Regions from separate parts of the Mus musculus genome. Here region 1 is linked to region 2. A link is a contact called in public Hi-C data. All regions are on one chromosome and are shown on one strand. Each heading gives the region's core, a stretch centred on a gene start, on an enhancer-like site or on the middle of the called end of the contact. The rest is flanking DNA. Distances are from core to core; before and after follow the strand shown. Region 1 overlaps Thada (thyroid adenoma associated). Region 2 overlaps Thada (thyroid adenoma associated).

Region 1 (2,846 bases), core at 189-2,688, 36 kb after region 2:
TTCTGTGAAATCTGCTGTACATTTTATATTTACAGAACATCTCACTTTAGAGCAGCTACATACATCACACGCTCATGTGCCACCTCTGAGCTTGTTTCTATCTCACTGGGCAGTACAAGTACAGCACACGTCGAGCCATGACTGTCACACTAGAGAAAGAGGCACATGCTGTGTTCCCACCAAGTCTTACTCCATAAAGGATGCTAAGAAGAGTGATGTGTGCGAGTGAGATAGTGAAGACGGTGTGTGATGCCATTTAACTGGGGCAAATGCTCTTACTGATGGAAAGAGTTTGGAGGATAGAATGATTAAAGAGTCCCCAAATCCATCCTCATGGGGTTCATAGACAAAGGACGAGAAAGAAGCTGGGGAAGCAAAGGTGCACAGCATCACAGCATCCAAGGGCTGACCCTTTTGTACCAGACTAAACACAACGCACATCTGGGTGAGGTGGCTGCACATGTCCTTGGCCCCTGCAAAGCACTTTAAGATGGCTTAGAGTTTAGGAACAGGGTTCCATATGAATAGAACCCACTGTCCAACAATTTCAGTCAAACACACAACTCTGCGGGTGTCCTAGTGAGGAGGCTGTAAGCAGACCTTCCAGTCACATCTGCAGATGTGGAATCTGAGGAGAAGATCAGAAGGCAAGAGTCTAGAACAGCTTGCTTGTTAGCATCTGGGTTTTGTTCTTTTTATAATCGCTGGATTCCAGTTAACTCAAGTGTAAACTAAAGTAGATGCCACACAGCTAGAACGACCTATATTTTATTACACAGACCTGGATAGTCTAAAGAATATAGGTGGGACAATATTCATAACTATGTTGAGATGAAAGGTACAAGTTAGAATGTTAGCTTTTTTTTTTTTTTTGAAGATAGGATGTAACCTACGCTGGCTTAGAACTCAATGAGTAGCTGAGGATAGCTTTGAACTCCTGATCATCCTGCCTCTACCTCCCCCCCCCCCCTTTTTTTGTTTTTTTGTTTTTGTTTTTTCGAGACAGGTTTCTCTGTATAGCCCTGGCTGTCCTGAAACTCACGCTGTAGACCTGGCTGGCCTCGAACTCAGAAATTCGCCTGCCTCTGCCTCCCAAGTGCTGGGATTAAGGGCATGTGCCACCACGCCCAGCCTGTCTCTACCTCTCTAGTGCTGATATTACAGGTATGAGACACAATGCCTGGGTAAACCAGGAAACGTCTCCCATAAAGCAACATGATCTTATACTACTGGATGTGGAGAGGATTATGTGTTCTGATTACCTCTGCATGGCCACAAGGGCTCTGTGAGCTAATAACACATTAATCTGGGTGAGACATTTCAATGCCCTTTCCACAAATACTTTCAATTGGTTTGAATTTGGTAACAGAGCTCCATTTAGACAGAGCTGGACTTTGACAGCCTGGACATATTTACTGAAGGTAACGACTCATGGTTAGGCTAAATTCCAGCAAGAGAAGGCCTGGCCTGTGTGTACTCGGAACCTGACTTCCATGTGCAGCCTCCTTAGACTCCTAAGCAGTTAGGAGGGGCTTTAGCTGCAAGCTCATTGTCCTGTGTTCCAGCTGGATGTGAGAACACATTTCAGCCTGGGGCCTGGAACTCATGTAGTACACTTTCTGAGGCCTCTTTCTTACACGAACATATCAAATTATTTTTATTTGGGACATCCTTCTCTCTTTACTTCACTTTGTGAATCAAATAGCCTAGAGACATGTATGAAGTCAGAGCCTGAGGGAGGAACTCTTACATGAACTGGTGAAGGGTAGATTGAGAACAGGGGCTCAAATATCCACCAAGGGACGAGCCAGTTCAGCTATCTATAGGATGGAACAGGATGAACCATTACAGAAAATGACATTTTCAAAGAAAAGCACAGAACAGCAAAAGGTCAAGGTCTTGGGAACACAGAGGTATGTGAGTTGGATTCACACTCGTTTTTTGGATGATCACATAGAACATATGTGAGGGCAGGTCTCCTTGAGCTTCTAGGAAAGAGCCACACAGATTCTGAGTCAGTCTCACACTTAGCCGTGGGTGTGTGTGCTACCCAAAACGCTACCTGCAATGTTCCAAGGGAGAACTGCCAGTCATACCTGTCTGCTTGCCTTCCTCAGGTCTGTCCAGGCAGTTAGTCAGCAGGAAGAGAATATCAATATACACAGCTCTGGTTACCAGGCATGGATTTTGCCTAGAAAAGTAAAGAATGGAGAGTTAATTGCCTGGGCCTTGGGGAGGGGAAAAATAGGTGTTTTCTACTAGGCATGTAATTAGGCAGCTACATTATACTAAAAACAACAACAACAAAAACCAAAAAATGATGGACTACTGTGGGTAGGAAGAAATTAGCAATCTGTAACAGAATGAGTCCCCAAACCTGTGACAGAGGCTCTGTCTATGTCATAGTCACTGTTGCTGTCGCTGTCTTCATACACAGCAGAATAGGGCATGGAATCCCTTTATAGATGGTTGTGAGCCACCATGTGGTTGCTGGGAATTGAACATAGGACCTCTGGAAAAGCAGTCAATGCTCGTAACTGCTGAGTTATCTCTGTAGCACCCAAAGAAAGAATTTAATTGGAGGCTTGCTTACAGCTTCTGAGGACTACTCCATCATGGTCATGGAAGGGGCCACGGAAGCACTCGGGCACAGTGTATGAGACCTTTCCATCCTGATCCCGGCCCTCTGTGGGCTTTTACAACCTCAAAGCCCTCTGCCAGTGACACACTGTCTCCAACCAGGTCACACCTACTTCAACAAAGCCTGGTCTCCTATGGTTCTAATCCTTCTCAAACGACTAGGCATTCAAATACAAGAGTCTCCGGGCCACCCTTACTCATATCAC
Region 2 (2,912 bases), core at 368-2,867:
GGAAAGCCAGCATGTGGGGCTGGTGAGATGGCTCAATGGGTAAGAGCACCCGACTGCTCTTCCGAAGGTCCGGAGTTCAAATCCCAGCAACCACATGGTGGCTCACAACCATCTGTAACAAGATCTGATGCCCTCTTCTGGAGTGTCTGAAGATAGCTACAGTGTACTTACATATAATAAATAAATCCTTTAAAAAAAAAAAAAAAAAAAAAAAAAAGAAAGAAAGTAAGCCAGCATGTGGGCTCTGGGAATACTGTTCAACTGGTAAAGTGCTACATGCAAGCATGAGAACATAGCCTGGCTCCCTGGGACCCAGGTAAAAATCTGGGTACAGTGCCATTTACCTGAAATCCCAGAGCTGGGAGACACGATAAGAGATTTCTTGAGGTGAGCCAGTATAACTGATTTGGGATCTTTATTTAAATAAGGTGGGGCATGATTGAGGAAGACAGTCAATATCAAACTCTAGTCATCACATGCACAAACCCCTCAAGAGACAGAAAGACTGGCTGGCCATGGTGGTGCACGCCTTTAATCCCAGTACTTGGGAGGCAGAGGTAGTCAGATGTCTGTGAGTTCAAGGCCAGCCTGGTCTCATCACAGGTTCTAAGACAGTTAGAAATACAAAGAAGGACCTGTTTGGAGGCAGGGGGTCAGGGTTGGGGGTCAGGGGGGAGACTGACAGAAACAGAGAAATCATGAAGACCATTCTTTAGCTGAGTCTCTCGGCTTCCTTTCTCTTTTTACCTGCTCCATTTTAGCCTCCTTTCATCTTTCCTGTAGTTGACTTAGCAGGGAACTAAGATGCTCACCAGAACGTTATATCCTAAACTAAGCCTTGAATTTCAAATATCATTCTTGTCTCTTCAAGCCTCCCAACCCACTAAGTCCACCACTGCAAACTACAAATAGTGGGAGTTTAAGTCCCTATTTTCCGTGGTGAGAGGCAGCCCCACCACAGGCAAACCCTGTGACCGACTCCTTTTCTCTCCAGGTGGTTGGCCTTGAATCTAGCAGGCTGTGCGTTGGGCATCCTGCCTACTGGGTACTCATTTAAAAAAAAAAACCAAACAAACCCAAAACAAAAACCTGTGGTTTCTGGGAAATGGATATTGTGAAATGGAGTGAAAAGAACTTGCAGTCTGAAACTAGTGGCCTTTCCCTCCCCTCACACTTGAGTAAGAACTCCCTGACAGAGCGGCTTCTTCAAAGATGAGAAACAAGGGAGATTTATGGACAGGCCTGTTAAAGAAAGCTGGGACTGCTTGTAGCCACGGTGGAAGGTCAGGGGATTCCTAGATCTCTTCTAGGTTGGTAGGTAGGGTAGACAGGAAGGAGATGAGCCACCAGAAAAATATTCCTGCTAGTTTCTCAGTCAAATCCAATTTTTGGCCAGAAGCCTACTTATGTTTGGCTCAGTCTCTTACTTATAACTCCTGAAGGGCGAGGAAGGGCTAGAGGCAGAGCCTAAGGGCGACACTGCACATGACACATCCTGAGCCCTGGGAGTGCAGAGCCAATGATTTCTATGTGCATTTTGTAAGTATAAAGTAGAGTGTGGACTATCAAACAGGCCTCCCCATCATTTCCCTGGCTGGAGAGGTCAGAGGAATTACATCATGGTGGCCTAGTGGCAAAGGCTTATAACACTGAGGACTCTTACTTTCTGGTCTGACAGGACTGAAGTACCAGTGTGACCTGACCTAAGCCTGCAAGGCTCATTATGGCTCACAAGGGAGGCTGCACAGGAAAGCCCACCACCCTGAGGTCCAGATCCACCTGCCTTTCCACAACCAAAGAGAGCTACAGAAACCAGGTCACAGTCTGATGCAAGCCACTCTAGGTGCTAACCTGTCAGCTACCTTGCTGATGCAAGATATTCTCTATCCTGAAAATCTCTATCCTTAAAAAGCTTCTGGTGTGGGTGAGCCGATGAGACTCCTGACCAACAAACACCAGAACTGAAGAAGGTGGGTGTGACCAAAGTCGTCTGAGTTCTGATGTCCAAAAGGCCATGTGGAAAAGGAGGTCCAAGGAGCTGGCTAGGCCTTAGGAACCTAAGACTAATGGGCTGACTTAGCACAGGCCATGACAACACTCCCACAGACATGAAGTAGGTATAGGCAGGGTGACTCTAAAAGGACCTGGGACTCTACCCATTCTTGGGTCTTTCCACAGTGTCACTCTGCCATATCCCTCCTGCATGTCTTTATTCTTTAGCCTCTACTAGGTGCTGTCACCCAGTCACTTCTCTTCCCATCACTTCTAACGATATGGTGATTGTAATTGCAAGGTGTGTGTGCTTGTCTTCTAAGTAAGCCTTTACATTTCAGGCAATGGATGGGGCTAAAATGTCACACGGATCCACATTCACTTGATTTTATTTTATTTTTTTAATTTTGAGACAGGATTTCTGTGTAGCCCTGGCTATCCTAGAACTCGCTCTATAAACCAAGCTGGCCTCAAACTCACAGATATCCACCTGCCTCTGCCTCTCAAGTACTGGGATTAAATGTGTGTGTCACTACCATCTGGCCCATATTCTCATTTATGAGGACAGAGACAATTCATCCATCTTTTCTCGTATACTTGGCTCTGTGAGTTGCGATGATAAAAGCAACATGGATGCAAGCGAGGTAAAATCTGTCTGGGAATGATGAGCAGGGTTCTAAATAACCAAGGCCAGGGGCTCAGTACCATTCAAATGTGAGCCCCCAGCTGCCAGTGTGAATGCAGCTAGCCCTCTGCAGTATTAGAGCATGTCAGAACTAGAGGATGGAAGTGGGAAGTATGCATCTCTCTTCCATGCCCATCCCCTACCATGTAGACGGGGAACGTCTTAGCTGAGCATGTTGCTACTTGGCTCAAATCAACAGTCCTGGGCCTCTTGTGAGAGCTGCAGACCACGAGCA

Evidence for each region. Hi-C and Micro-C count contacts between places; a contact is called where the count stands out from the background.
Region 1: a Hi-C map of liver shows a contact between it and region 2, with 2.2 times the contacts expected there. The contact joins two enhancer-like sites. A contact is called at or near these places in 15 of 484 Hi-C or Micro-C datasets (the 3T3-L1 cell line, 3T3-L1-derived adipocytes, CD4 T cells and 10 more) and 3 of 115 datasets of contacts at active chromatin or transcription factors (the HPC-7 cell line, embryonic fibroblasts and embryonic stem cells).

The regions. Positions count from the first base shown.
Region 1 is chr17:84,250,238-84,253,083 of GRCm38.p6, forward strand. Thada (thyroid adenoma associated) reads right to left here. Exons shown (of 38, transcript NM_183021.3): 31 at 2,097-2,191. Among named protein-coding and RNA genes, the nearest start is that of Gm24492, 36 kb to the right of the region's middle. Within about 2 kb of position 1,439, at least 10 of the 459 cell types and tissues checked have an H3K27ac peak or open chromatin away from gene starts, as enhancers often do. A contact at or near this core is called in liver, where this site is marked.
Region 2 is chr17:84,214,319-84,217,230 of GRCm38.p6, forward strand. All of the region lies in intron 36 of Thada (thyroid adenoma associated), which reads right to left. It overlaps Gm36279 (a long non-coding RNA gene), which reads left to right. Exons shown (of 4, transcript XR_385852.4): 4 at 1,679-2,912. Among named protein-coding and RNA genes, the nearest start is that of Gm36279, 24 kb to the left of the region's middle. Within about 2 kb of position 1,618, at least 56 of the 459 cell types and tissues checked have an H3K27ac peak or open chromatin away from gene starts, as enhancers often do. A contact at or near this core is called in liver, where this site is marked.